Linked DNA regions of Mus musculus: regions 2 and 3 are each linked to region 1. The links are chromatin contacts, called in public HiChIP or PLAC-seq maps. All regions are on one chromosome and are shown on one strand. Each heading gives the region's core, a stretch centred on a gene start, on an enhancer-like site or on the middle of the called end of the contact. The rest is flanking DNA. Distances are from core to core; before and after follow the strand shown. Region 1 holds the start of Klc4 (kinesin light chain 4). Region 2 holds the start of Dnph1 (2'-deoxynucleoside 5'-phosphate N-hydrolase 1). Region 3 has its middle 21 kb from the start of Bicral.

Region 1 (3,676 bases), core at 215-2,714:
AAGCTGATGAAAGAGGAGGAGTTCCACGGCACTGACCATAAAACTAAGGTGAGGGAGAGGAATTAACCTGGATAGAGATCTGTAGGACAATCGGGCAGGCTTGGAGCTAGAGGAATTCAGGACTTGGCAATTGGAGACAGAGCATAGGTTAGGGAAAGGAAGCAGGGGATCTGAAGCATTGTAAGAATCACAGAGGACTTGTGGGAGAGCTGTGCAGAAAGCAGTGTCCCAATAAAGGGGAAGGACCCAAGGTTAGGGATGTGGGAGTACAGGAAACAGCAGCCGTCATGACAAGGCTCTGGAAGGTTCAAGGTCTTCAGGCTGCATCAGCAAAGGCACTAAGCCCAGCACCTCCCAACCTGCTGATCTCCTTCCAAACCACCTTCTGGCCTCACTCCCCCCCCCCCCCCCCGAATTCAGCCGGTCTTCCTACTTCCTCCAAACTCATCCCTGAAGTCTCCTTACCTGCTTACAGAGCAGAAGCTCTTGGCTTCAGGCGGCTCCCAGGCCAGAGCCCGGAAGAAACTCTGACCTGAAACTAAGGATTTAGAAGGCTTTGTACTGCCCAAAGTCCAGAAGTCCGGCAGTCCCACCCCTTCTCTGTCACCACCTCACAGCCTCTCAGAGGACCTGGCACGGAGCCCCACCCAGGACAAACACCCTCCCTCCTCCAGCCTACAGGTTCTTCAAAGACTTGTACTAATGTCCCTTCTTCCTTAAGTCACTCTCCTCATTCCAGCTCGGTGCAGTTACTTTCTCCCGATAAGGAGACCTGCAGCAAGGGGTGTGGTGTCCCTGAGAAGGGAGACCCGGTTAGGATTCCCAACAGGATTACGGCAATCGCCTCCTTCCATAGCTTTGTCTGACATAATCACCTAACAGGCGCCTTAAAATGTCTCGCAAGTGCCGGATGGTTCAGGGATGCATAGCAGATCTGCTGAGCACAGTGGGGTCACGGAGCAAGGCTCCGAGCGCAGGCTACCGAAGCCTGAGGGCCCACAGTTCAGGAGTGTCTAAGGTTCCTGCCTCGCCCCGAGGGCCGAGGGTGAGGACAGAGTAAGATCGCCAAAGGCTGAGGGGAGAGGAAGGGCAGAGTGAGTGAGAACAGAGTTGCTGCCCGGGACCCGACATCAGACCAGCTCGAGGTCACAGTCAGGGGTTCCCATAGGGGGCGGGGCAGGTTATCCCACTGTCTGGACGCCGAGGGGCGGGGAAGAATCGCGGGGGGGCGGAGTTTTTGAGTCAGTCTAAAGTTTTCTGAGGTTAGTAGGAAGGGACTTATTCATTTGTCCCGGAATGTGGGAATAAGAGTCAGTGTAATCTTAATTCTCAGCCCCAGGGGTACTCCCAAAGACTCACCTGCAGTCTGCCGGTCCGGCTACCGCCTCCGTGGGTGCTGCCCCTTTAAATTTATCATGGCTGCCGCTCGAGGCAATTGTTTTGACGGCTCCAAGGGGCGGGGACTGCCGCCCGTCACGTGACCCGAGCAACCCCCCCCCCCGATGATTGGCTGAGAACTTGTTCTTTGGAGAGGCAAGAAAGCGTGTATCCTGCGGCGCTGCCGTTCTGTGCCCGCCTCTCTCGCGTCATTGGAAAGCGACGGGACCGGGACCGGAACGTCATCCCAGAGCGCCAGGCTCTGGATGAAGGTAAAAGCGAGCACGGCGCGGAGGAGCCCGGCCGGCCCATGGCGCTGTGTGCGCTGACGAGTGCTCTGCGCTCTTTGAGCCTGGCATCCGCGGCCATTACCGCCCGGGTTCCGACTCTGCTCCCTGCTGCCCAGGTAATCCGCTTACCTGGGAACTAGGATTGGTTCTTTCCGCCTGGGCTGTCCGGGATCCCGCAAGGCTAGGCGAGATCACGTGACCTTCGTTCTCCGTCAATCCCGATCTCAGATACGGGCTTCCAAGTGCTTTTGCAAGCCTTTACTAAACAGGTTGCAGAAGTAACATTAAGGTGCCAGCCGTAAACCAGGCAGAGAAGAGGACTGAATTAACCGACCTCCTGAGAGTTCTTATGCACATTTTGGGGATGAGAAACCTGGTCAGCAGTCTTACACCTTCTGGGGCTAGACAGACGGGCTTCGCAACTTGCCCTGCTACTGCAGATTAAACCTAGAGCCTCGCTCATTCTATGCGCTTCCTCTACCTCCTAGAACCAGTGCTCTTAACTGTTTTAATGTACGACTGGGTTATTGCTGATATTAGGGACTGTCGAACAGTGGGTCTGTAGTGGGCAATGGTGAATCACACACACACACAAAAGAAAGAAAGAAAGAAAAGAAAAGAAATTACTGATCTTGCTTCTCTGCATTTCTCAGGCTGAGCATGGCAGAATTTAGCGAATGTATATTTTATAATTCAAGCTAAACCAAACACTTAGTCTACAGCCAGTGGAAAAGCAAAATAATCATTTCCATTCATACTCGAAAATTCCTCAAACCGTGCATTGGGCAAAAGGCACCACTGCTGATGGTGGTGATAGGTGTGTGGAGTTTACCAGCTCTGGAGAAGTGAATTCTTCAGGGAAGGAAAGGTTTCCAGGCAAGAACTTGAAAGGATTTAGAAGATGATGAAAGGGAGACCATTTCCTTGGAGAATTATATCAGAGGTTTACCAAGTGATTACCAAGTAACTGGATAAACACATTACACTGGTATTTGTGAAGGTTGGAGATTAGGGGGCAGCGTTCTGAGATGTTTCTGGGAAGCTAAACTTAGTCTAGGTGCTTTCTTGCTTGGTTCTCTAAAAGAGAATATTTCCTTTAATCCCTAGATACAGAGCAATGTCCTCCTTCAGCTGCCCCCTGCCTTGGTGTCGCCCTCTTACCGCCCAGTGCATATGTCTGCGGACCGCAGTGCCAAGTTTGTGTCCTGGAAGAGTCGTACCAAGTACACAGTTAAACCAGTGAAGATGAGGAAGTCTGGGGGTCGAGACCATACAGGTGGGAAAAGGGCCTGGAGCATTCAGGAGGAAAGTGTGTTAGGCTCCTGGGGTTTTTTTTTTTTGTTTGTTTTTTGTTTTGTTTTGTTTTTTGAGACAGGGTTTCTCTGTGTAGCCCTGGCTGTCCTGGAGCTCACTCTGTAGACCAGGCTGGCCTCAAACTCAGAAATCTGCCTGCCTCTGCCTCCTGAGTGCTGGGATTAAAGGCGTGTGCCACCACTGCCCGACTGCATTAGCATCCTGGATGTCTATATAGCAGTGCACTATAGCTTGTAAGATGTCATTGAGGTGCATCTCACCGTGTGGGTCATGACTGAAGCTGAAGAAGAGACCACAGAGAAACAGAAAACCTGCTCAATGCAAGGGACCAACATTATAATGGTTTAATGATGGGAGTCCAGTGTATATCCCTTCCAGTACAGTTTTAATAATCATATTTTTATTGAGCCATATAAGTGTTACCCCACTACTTTTGCAAGGAAGCCCTGGCCTCTGTTCACCCACATACTGTGGCTCGAACCTGGGACCTCAGCGCTCACAAGGCAAGCTCTGTACTGCTATACCACCAACCCTTTGTCGTTTTTCTGTTTGTGATATAATAGTGAGGGAGTACTACTGTCCAATCTAGGCTGAGAGTTATTCTAACCTGAATCACATGCCTGAACTGTCTTGATCCTAGGCCGCATCCGAGTGCATGGTATCGGTGGAGGCCACAAACAGAATTATCGCATGAT
Region 2 (3,908 bases), core at 1,143-3,642, 150 kb before region 1:
GTACTATAATTATTATTTATTTGAAGTAATTTTTTGTAGACAAGTTATTATTATAGTTAAAGCAAAAACTTGGGACAGGGTCTGGGCCTGGGGTTCTAGCAAAGTAGGTAGAGTGCTTGCTTGGTATTCCTCAAGCCTCCATGCTTCTGTGTAGCTGTGAACACATTCGGAAGGATTTCATCAAGCAGGCTCGAGGACATTAGACCAGACATGGAAGTGGGCGATGTAAGGCTAGGAAGGGAACTAAAGGTAGCCTGAGGTAATGTGGCTGTGGACCTGCAATGTTCCGACTCTCTGAAGTCTTATTCAGTCATCCTTGGAGAAACTTTAACACAAGAATGGCTTTTTCTGCAGAATTTCACTTCACATACCTTAACAAAGTTTTCCTCTTAGTTCAGGTCTTTGACAATTTCATACCTACCTGTATTGCCTTCTGGTTACTCTCTTCCCCCTACTCTCTTTCATCTCCCTCTCTCCCCTCCCTGTTGGTAGGCTTTGTAACCCATTTAGTTTAACAGGGGCCATCTATGTGACCCTTGGGTTACAACAAATGGGTGGAGCTCAGTGCGGTGCCCAGTGGATGACGGCAGAAAGCATCCCCTTTTCTGTAACCTATCAATAGGAAATAGTTTAGCAGTGAGGATGAGGGTGGTGGCCTCTGTGCATGCATGCATGCATGCATCCAGGCGTGGCTGTGGAGAGTTTTGTTCTTCTGTAGACCCAGGGTGTCCATCCTAAGACCAGTGCTGGTGGCAGCGGCAATGGCCATGTCCTTGATAGAATAATGCATTTCACAGCTCTTCTGTAACTTGTGGGCCACTGGCCCCCCCTGGTTTTATCCTAACTAAGGTGGGGTCACTGAGGGGCTCTCCATCTCCTCAGAGTGGCTAGCAGACTGTGGTAGGAAGAGCTGGAATGGGGAGATCTGGGGAGGGGCAGGGCCAGAGCGGTGGCCATGGAAATGGTGGGGAGTCAGGCTCTAGAAAGTGTAACCGTCTTGCCCGATTCCATATCTCTGTACCCATCAATTAGAGCATTCCTTAGCCCTCGTCAGAAGAGCTTCTTTTTGCAGATTAATAGGGTCTCTCGGAGACTGTAGAGTGTTTGAATGTAAATGGGCCATCTCCATGGAAGAGTGGGTTGAAAGACAGAGGGACTGCCATGAAAACATTGTTTCTGGACATGACAGTGGGGTTACACACATAACTCATAGAAGCTATGACTGCCCGTGCACGATCAGGCTGGTCCAAACCCTACCCTGTGTGGAGAAGGGCCCCATGCCAATAGCTGAAGCGTTGCTGACAGCTAACAGCTGGTGAGGCAGGCACGACCCTGAGAGGCTGCCTGTACTTGTTCCAGTAGATGGTTCCACACCGGTGCACACATAGGTAGCACTAATGGGCTCAGTGGGTAGGGAGGGAAGCTGTAGAGATGGTTCAGTGGTTAACAGCACTGGCCACTCTCCAGAGGACCCAGGTTGGATTGTCAGCACCTGCATGGTGGCTCACTGTGTCTGTAACTCCAGTTTCAGGTTAGCTCATTGTGCTCTTTTGGCTTCTTGGGGCATCAGGCATGCACATGATGTAGAGATATAAACTCAGGCAAACCACCTGTCTTAGTTAGGCTTTTACTGCTGTGCACAGACACCATGACCAAGGCAAGTCTTATAAAAAACAACATTTAATTGGGTCTGGCTTACAGGTTCAGAGGTTCAGTCCATTATCATCAAGGTGAGAGCATGGCAGTATCCAGGCAGGCATGGCACAGGCATTGCTGAGAGTTCTACATCTTCATCCAAAGGCTGCTAGTGGAAGACTGAGTTCCAGGCAACTAGGGTGAGGATCTTATGCCCACACCCACAGTGACACACCTATTCCAACCAGGTCACACCTATTTGAACAAGGCCACACCTCCAAATGGTGCCACTCCCTGGCCCAAGGATAAACAAACCATCACAACACCTATACACATAAAATAATAAAATAATCAAAGATAATAATTATTTTAAATAATAAATAAAAATGAAGTTGGTGTAGGGGATAGAAGATGGATTGGAGGGGAGAGAGAGACTGGGTTAGATTTGATTAAAACACTACATACATGTATGAATAATAAAATATTTTTAAAATAAGTTAACAATCTTTTTTAAATTTTGGAAAGATTAATGAGAGCCAATCACAGTTGCCTATGGATCCCGTACAGAGTTTGAGAGCACTGAGATCCGTACAGAACTACTTGAATAGCTAGGAGCTGGGGAGGGGCAGGTCACGGGGAGGAGTCAGAACTAATGAGCGGGTTGGCTCGGGAAGAGCCTATCCGGGAAGAGAGCGAGCTTGAAGAAGGTCCCCTTACCTCTGGGAGTCGCTTTCCCAGGTCACGTGGTAGCGGCGGCAGCGGTTGCCCGCGCGCGGCGATGGCGGCATCCGGGGAGCTGGTTCCATGCTCTGTGTACTTCTGCGGGAGCATCCGCGGCGGGCGGGAAGACCAAGCTCTGTATTCGCGGATCGTATCCCGGCTGCGGCGCTATGGGAAGGTGCTCACTGAGCACGTGGCTGATGCTGAGTTGGAGCCGCGTGGTGAGGCGACGCGGGCTGGAGACTCGCAGGCTGGGGACCTGTAGGCTAAGGGGACCGGCTGACTAGGGACTTGCCGGATAGGAGACCCACTGGCTAGTAGACATTCAACCTGGGGAACCCGCAGCTCATGTGACCCGCAGGCTAGACCGGAGGCTAGGGGATCTGCAGACTAGGACCTCGTAATGGTTAGGGGACCGGCTGGCTATGGAAGGTCCTGGATTATATGTGTACGTTCCATGCGCAGGTCAAGTGTCCCTGTCCAGCACACTGGAAGCAAGTGACAGCCCAGACCCAGCTTTGGGCTAGCAAGGCTTTGATAAGCTGGTCTGGATAAGCACTCCTCCAGTAGGAAAGTTGTACCTAGAACTCTTGTATTTCTGCTCCAAAAACTTTTAAGTAGATCTCCCTTGCCCCATGCAAGAACAAACTCCTAAGCTGTGGACTCTAAAGCAATTCTGGGAGAATCTTTTAAAAGACAAAGAATCAATCGTAGGCAAAAAATGCCAGGGGATTGGAAAGAACCTGTTTGTGCTTATGCTTGGCTAGCGCATGGTGTGTTTTGTTGATAGTTCTCCACCTTCAGCGCCAATGTCAGCACTCTGGAGGCAGAGGGTAGGATGAGTTCCAGGCCAACCTGGGCTACAGAGTTAACCCCTGTCTCAAAGAAATGAGACAAAACAGTCTACAGAGTGTGATAGCCTGGAGAAAACCTTTGAATCTGGGTTTTCTCCCCTAGTCACTTTTCTTGCTTTTTCTTTTTCTTTTCTTTATTTTGGAAACAGGCTGTCATAAACGCACAGTGACGTCAGACTTGTAGCCAAGGATGGCCTTAGAACTCGCCATCCTCCTGCCTTCACCGCCCAAGTGCTAGAACTACAGGCACCTGCTGCTACACACAACTTGTTAGTTTGTTTTTTGAGACAGGGTCTCTCTACATATCCCTGGCCATCATGGTACTTACAGTGTAGACCAGGCTGTGTTGGAACTCACAGATTTCCCCAGCCTCTGCTCCCGGGGCTGGGATTAGTGCTATGAGCCATGATCCTCAGGCTCACAAAAGAAGTTTTAGACAGTGTGGTTCTGCTCTGCCACCTGCAGAGCCTTACCGTCCTAAACAGCAGAGTTGATTCAAACTGGAAACTGTGATCCTGGCTCTCTGACCCCAGACACGCCCCTTGGATTCCGGGTGAGTCAGACCTTTTCCCCACACGCACCCAGCCCCACCCACACGTGCCTCCGTGAACAGGATTGCATTTTTCTTGTGGCTGTTTTGTTCTTCATCCCTTTAACAGACTCCTCTCCTGAACTGGCTTTTGAAGGTGCTGGGGCAAG
Region 3 (4,061 bases), core at 1,495-3,994, 210 kb after region 1:
TACTTCTAAGTACACTTATCTGCACTTCTAGGAAATCTCAGAGTTTATAAAGGAAAAAAATATATGGTTTGCTTCCTTTATATTAAAAGCTAAAAGTAAGGCTGGGTGGTGGTAGTGGGTGGCGCACGCCTTTAATCCCAGCACAGACAAAGGCAGGTAGATTTCTAAGTCTGAGGCCAGTCAGGGCTACAACAAAGAAGCCCTGTTTCAAAAACAAAACTAAAACAAGCTAAAATAAACTTCAAATCAAAACGACAAAACCCTGGTAGCAATCAAAGGCCTGTAACTCCAACTCCAAAGGGTCTTCGAAGTCCTCTTCTGGCCTCCGAGGGCACTGCATGCATGTGGTGCACATACATAAATAAACGCAGGCAAAACATCTAGACACACAAAATAAAAATAAGATCTCAAAAAACAAAGCAAAACCACAAAAACAAAAACATACTTTTAGTCAGGCATAAGTGCACTCCCAGCATTCAGGATGCTGAGGCAGGAGGACTTTTTTGAGCCCAGTCCTCTTGTATGAAATGAGTTCTAGGCCAGCCAGAGCAACAGAGTAAGTCTTTGTCTCAAAACAAAACAGGGCTGGGAATGCACATGTGAAAATCACGCCTGAGGCCCAGGCCTGCTCTCCAGCAAACACAGATAAACTGTCAGCTCAGGCCCGGAATGACACCTAGTATCCCAATCACCTTACTGCCAGGAGCTCCCCTTCCTAGGAGCACTGAGGATAACCTAGTCCTGAGGAGATAGGAGTCTGCTCCGGCATGTGTCGAGGCTGGTGTCAGGTTCATGGCCGCTCGTTTCACCACTGAACCTCCTCACCCCAGCAGCCTTGACTTTATTTTTTAAAAAGAACCAAAACAGCTGGGCAGTTGTGGTGCACGCCTTTAGCACTTGGGAGGCAGAAGCAGGTGGATTTCTGAGTTCGAGGCCAGCCTCGTCTACAGAGTGAGTTCCAGGACAGCCAGGGCCACACAGAGAAACCCTGTCTCGATCCCTCTACCCCAAACAAAACAACCCCCAAAACTCTGTTGTCCAAGCTCTCGCTCTCCTAAAGTGATCCTTACTTCAGCCTCGGACCCTGGGTCTTTTCAGCCAGCACCACAGGACAAGTGCCATCATGCCTGGTCAAGGTCAATTTTAACTTGCTAGACCTCAGAAATCTCAGCTGTATACAGCTGTACTAGTTGTAGATTAAACAGTTTAGTATAAATGCCAAAATGTAATAATTCAGGGACTCTTCCCAAGGGACCTTAGGTAGGTCATTGACTCTTTTCATAATACAGAAACTAGGGATGGACCTTCAGCAATATCTTCAGACAGGATCTCACCATGTAGCCTAGTTTGGCCTAGAACCCAGTGTAGTTCACACTGGCCTCAAATATAGAGATCCTCTTGCTTCTGCCTCCCTGAGAGCTGGGATTAAAGGTGTGTGCCACTGTACCCACCGACTTTAACATGTATTGAAAGGCCATCAGGGTGTGAAGCAGGATAAAAGTGAGACAAATAATATTTGTGAAATGTTTACATTCTAGCCAGGAACAAAGTTGAACTCCTGATGATGTAAGGAAGTTGGATTTGGTGGACCTGAAATAAGCCACTTTGAGAGGCAACACCTATCCTGACTTAAGAGCTTTGGTTCTTCTAACGCAGTGTTTGATGTGTTTGTAGCCAGTGAGCCAAAGAAGCCACAAGAACAGGAAGTGTTCAATTTACAACTTTATTAAGAAATTGATAATTAAACAAGTCACACCCTTTCAAGAGTGTCTAGGACTAAGGGAGCCCTTGGGACTTTCCTGAATGGAAGCACTGGAGGGAAGGGAGAGAGGACAGTAAAGACCCAGCGGCCCCACCCAGCATCCCATCCCAAGGCATCCTTCAAGCATCTTTATTAACACTACTTGCTGGGAGAGCTCTGCTCATCCCACATGCTGCTGCTTAGTGGCTGTTTCTCTTCCCCACTATTTCCATCCAACTAAGACACCTCCCAGGAATGCATCCTTTCTCCCTATATTCAGGCCTTCTTAACCTCCATCCCTAACAAATGGCCCTGCATCTTCTAAGCCAGTTACAGTAATCAATTTTGAATGCCTTTTTTCTTTTCTTTTAAAAAGATTTATTATTATATCTAAGTACACAGTAGCTGTCTTCAGACGCACCAGAAGAGGGCGTCAGATCTCATTACGGATGGTTGTGAGCCACCATGTGGTTGCTGGGATTTGAACTCGGGACCTTTGGAACTGCTGAGCCATCTCTCCAGCCTCCCCCACCCCCCCCTTTTTTTTTTAAAGATTTATTATATGTAAGTACACTGTAGCTGTCTTCACACACCCCAGAAGAGGGCATCAGATCTCATTACTGATGGTTGTGAGTCATCATATGGTTGCTGGGATTTGAACTCAGGACCTTCAGAAGAGCAGTTGGCGCTCTTAACCTGCTGAGCCATCTCACCAGCCCCCCCCCCTTTTTCCCTAATTTCCCTCTACTGTTATTCTGTAGCCAGTTCAAGGGACACGAACCTAAGAAAAAGTACTACCAGCTGCCTCAAAGAGGAGCCAGCTGGTTAAGGGTTTTATACATTTCCACTGGCATCCTTTGGATACTTTCTTCCCTCAACACCTCTCCCTCTCCCCAGTGCAACTGTGCAAAGGTCAAAAAGTCAAACTGGGGCTGGGAAACAGCACAGCAGTACAGAGCTCTCAGTGCGCAGACTCAGGGCTCCAGGCAGCAGCCTGCAGGTGTCTTATGTCCCACTTGCCCTGCAGCCCGAGATGACCAACAACTTCCTTCTGAAACCAGCCGCCACCTGTTCTTCCTGCAAGATGCTGGCCATGCGTGAGAGCACCACAGCCTGCCCTCCATCCCCGCCTCCGAGGTTTCACTCCCTCTAACTCCTGCTCTTCTTTTCTGCCTTCACTCCACTCTCCTCCCACCCTGATAAACCTTGTTCTTAGATCTGAAATTCTTTGTCCTTTCTCAAGAATCCTGCCCCTTTATCAGACTTGCTGTTTTATTAATCTCTCCCTCTTGGGTAGATACTCTCAGCTCATGTGAAAATGTTGGAAAATGGCTCTGGAGGTAAAGTGCCTAAGCCTTGGGTTTGATCTCCAGAACCATGTTAAAGATGAAAGACTTGACAGACCTACACACACACATTCTCTCCCCACACCAAGTACTCAAAATGAGGCTGTAACCCCGCTGCAGTATTTACTCCCCACTCTTTGAGCCCAGCCCTTCAACTCACACGGCAGAGAAGCTGCTTGTCAGATGGGTGGGCATGCCGCCACGGCCTAACTCCTCAGCATTCCACTGGGCACACTACTGTCCTTGCACAGCTTGGTCCACTTCTGTGCTCTCACATGACTTGGGCTGCTCCCAGGACACACCCACCAGCCAGTGACTTCTAACAGCTCAATTTTGGTACCCAACAAGTGGCATATGAATCCTGTCACCATCCCTTGCCAGCTAGTCCTCTTCTGGTCGTCTCCAAATTCTAAGTGGCACCGTCAGCCACTCAAAGCTTGGCCCATAAATGAGAAGCATAAATGAGAGGCATTCTTTTTTTTTTTTTTTTTTTTTTTTTTGGTTTTTCAAGACAGGGTTTCTCTTTATAGCCCTGGCTGTCCTGGAACTCACTTTGTAGACCAGGCTGGCCTCGAACTCAGAAATCTGCCTGCCTCTGCCTCCCGAGTGCTGGGATTAAAGGCGTGCGCCACCACGCCCGGCTGAGAAGACATTCTTGATTCCTTCCGCTCTTGCAGGACCAGACTACAGTGCAAACCTTTCTAATCCCTACCTTTTACACAGCGGTCAAATCGTCTATAAAGAACATGAGCACTTCTGCACTGGTAGTCCTAGGACTAGGAAACTGAGGCAGGAGGATCACATGAACACAAAACTTGAGCCCAAGCAATTAAGCACGACTATGATACTGAAGTTTCAAAACAAAAATCCTCCGCAGTGGATTGCTCGTTAGCAATGCTTGCAGCCCTGAGTTCAAATCCCCACCCTACTCCCTTAGACCATAGCTTCTCACTGCAATTAGGACAAATCTAAGA

The links. HiChIP or PLAC-seq counts read pairs in DNA pulled down with a chosen protein or histone mark.
Region 2: a contact with region 1 is called in an H3K4me3 HiChIP or PLAC-seq map of the 230-238 cell line, with 21 read pairs. The contact joins the promoter of Dnph1 here to the promoter of Klc4 in region 1. A contact is called at or near these places in 1 of 39 promoter capture datasets (hippocampal neurons), 2 of 484 Hi-C or Micro-C datasets (B cells and natural killer cells), 7 of 115 datasets of contacts at active chromatin or transcription factors (the 230-238 cell line, craniofacial prominence, embryonic forebrain and 3 more) and 3 of 9 other capture datasets (adipose tissue, liver and pancreatic islet).
Region 3: a contact with region 1 is called in an H3K4me3 HiChIP or PLAC-seq map of embryonic stem cells, with 19 read pairs. The contact joins the enhancer-like site here to the promoter of Klc4 in region 1. A contact is called at or near these places in 5 of 484 Hi-C or Micro-C datasets (embryonic stem cells, erythroblasts, muscle stem cells and 2 more), 9 of 115 datasets of contacts at active chromatin or transcription factors (the SCID.adh cell line, double positive thymocytes, effector CD8 T cells and 4 more) and 3 of 9 other capture datasets (adipose tissue, liver and pancreatic islet).

The regions. Positions count from the first base shown.
Region 1 is chr17:46,644,616-46,648,291 of GRCm38.p6, forward strand. It overlaps Klc4 (kinesin light chain 4), which reads right to left and starts at 1,465. Exons shown (of 16, transcript NM_001357130.1): 1 at 1,360-1,465. Mrpl2 (mitochondrial ribosomal protein L2) reads left to right here and starts at 1,614. Exons shown (of 7, transcript NM_025302.4): 1 at 1,614-1,783; 2 at 2,775-2,943; 3 at 3,622-3,676. The coding sequence starts at 1,688.
Region 2 is chr17:46,494,397-46,498,304 of GRCm38.p6, forward strand. It overlaps Dnph1 (2'-deoxynucleoside 5'-phosphate N-hydrolase 1), which reads left to right and starts at 2,393. Exons shown (of 4, transcript NM_207161.3): 1 at 2,393-2,576. The coding sequence starts at 2,414.
Region 3 is chr17:46,850,172-46,854,232 of GRCm38.p6, forward strand. It overlaps a transcript of Bicral not described here. Among named protein-coding and RNA genes, the nearest start is that of Bicral, 21 kb to the left of the region's middle. Within about 2 kb of position 2,745, at least 95 of the 459 cell types and tissues checked have an H3K27ac peak or open chromatin away from gene starts, as enhancers often do. A contact at or near this core is called in the SCID.adh cell line, adipose tissue, double positive thymocytes and 3 more, where this site is marked.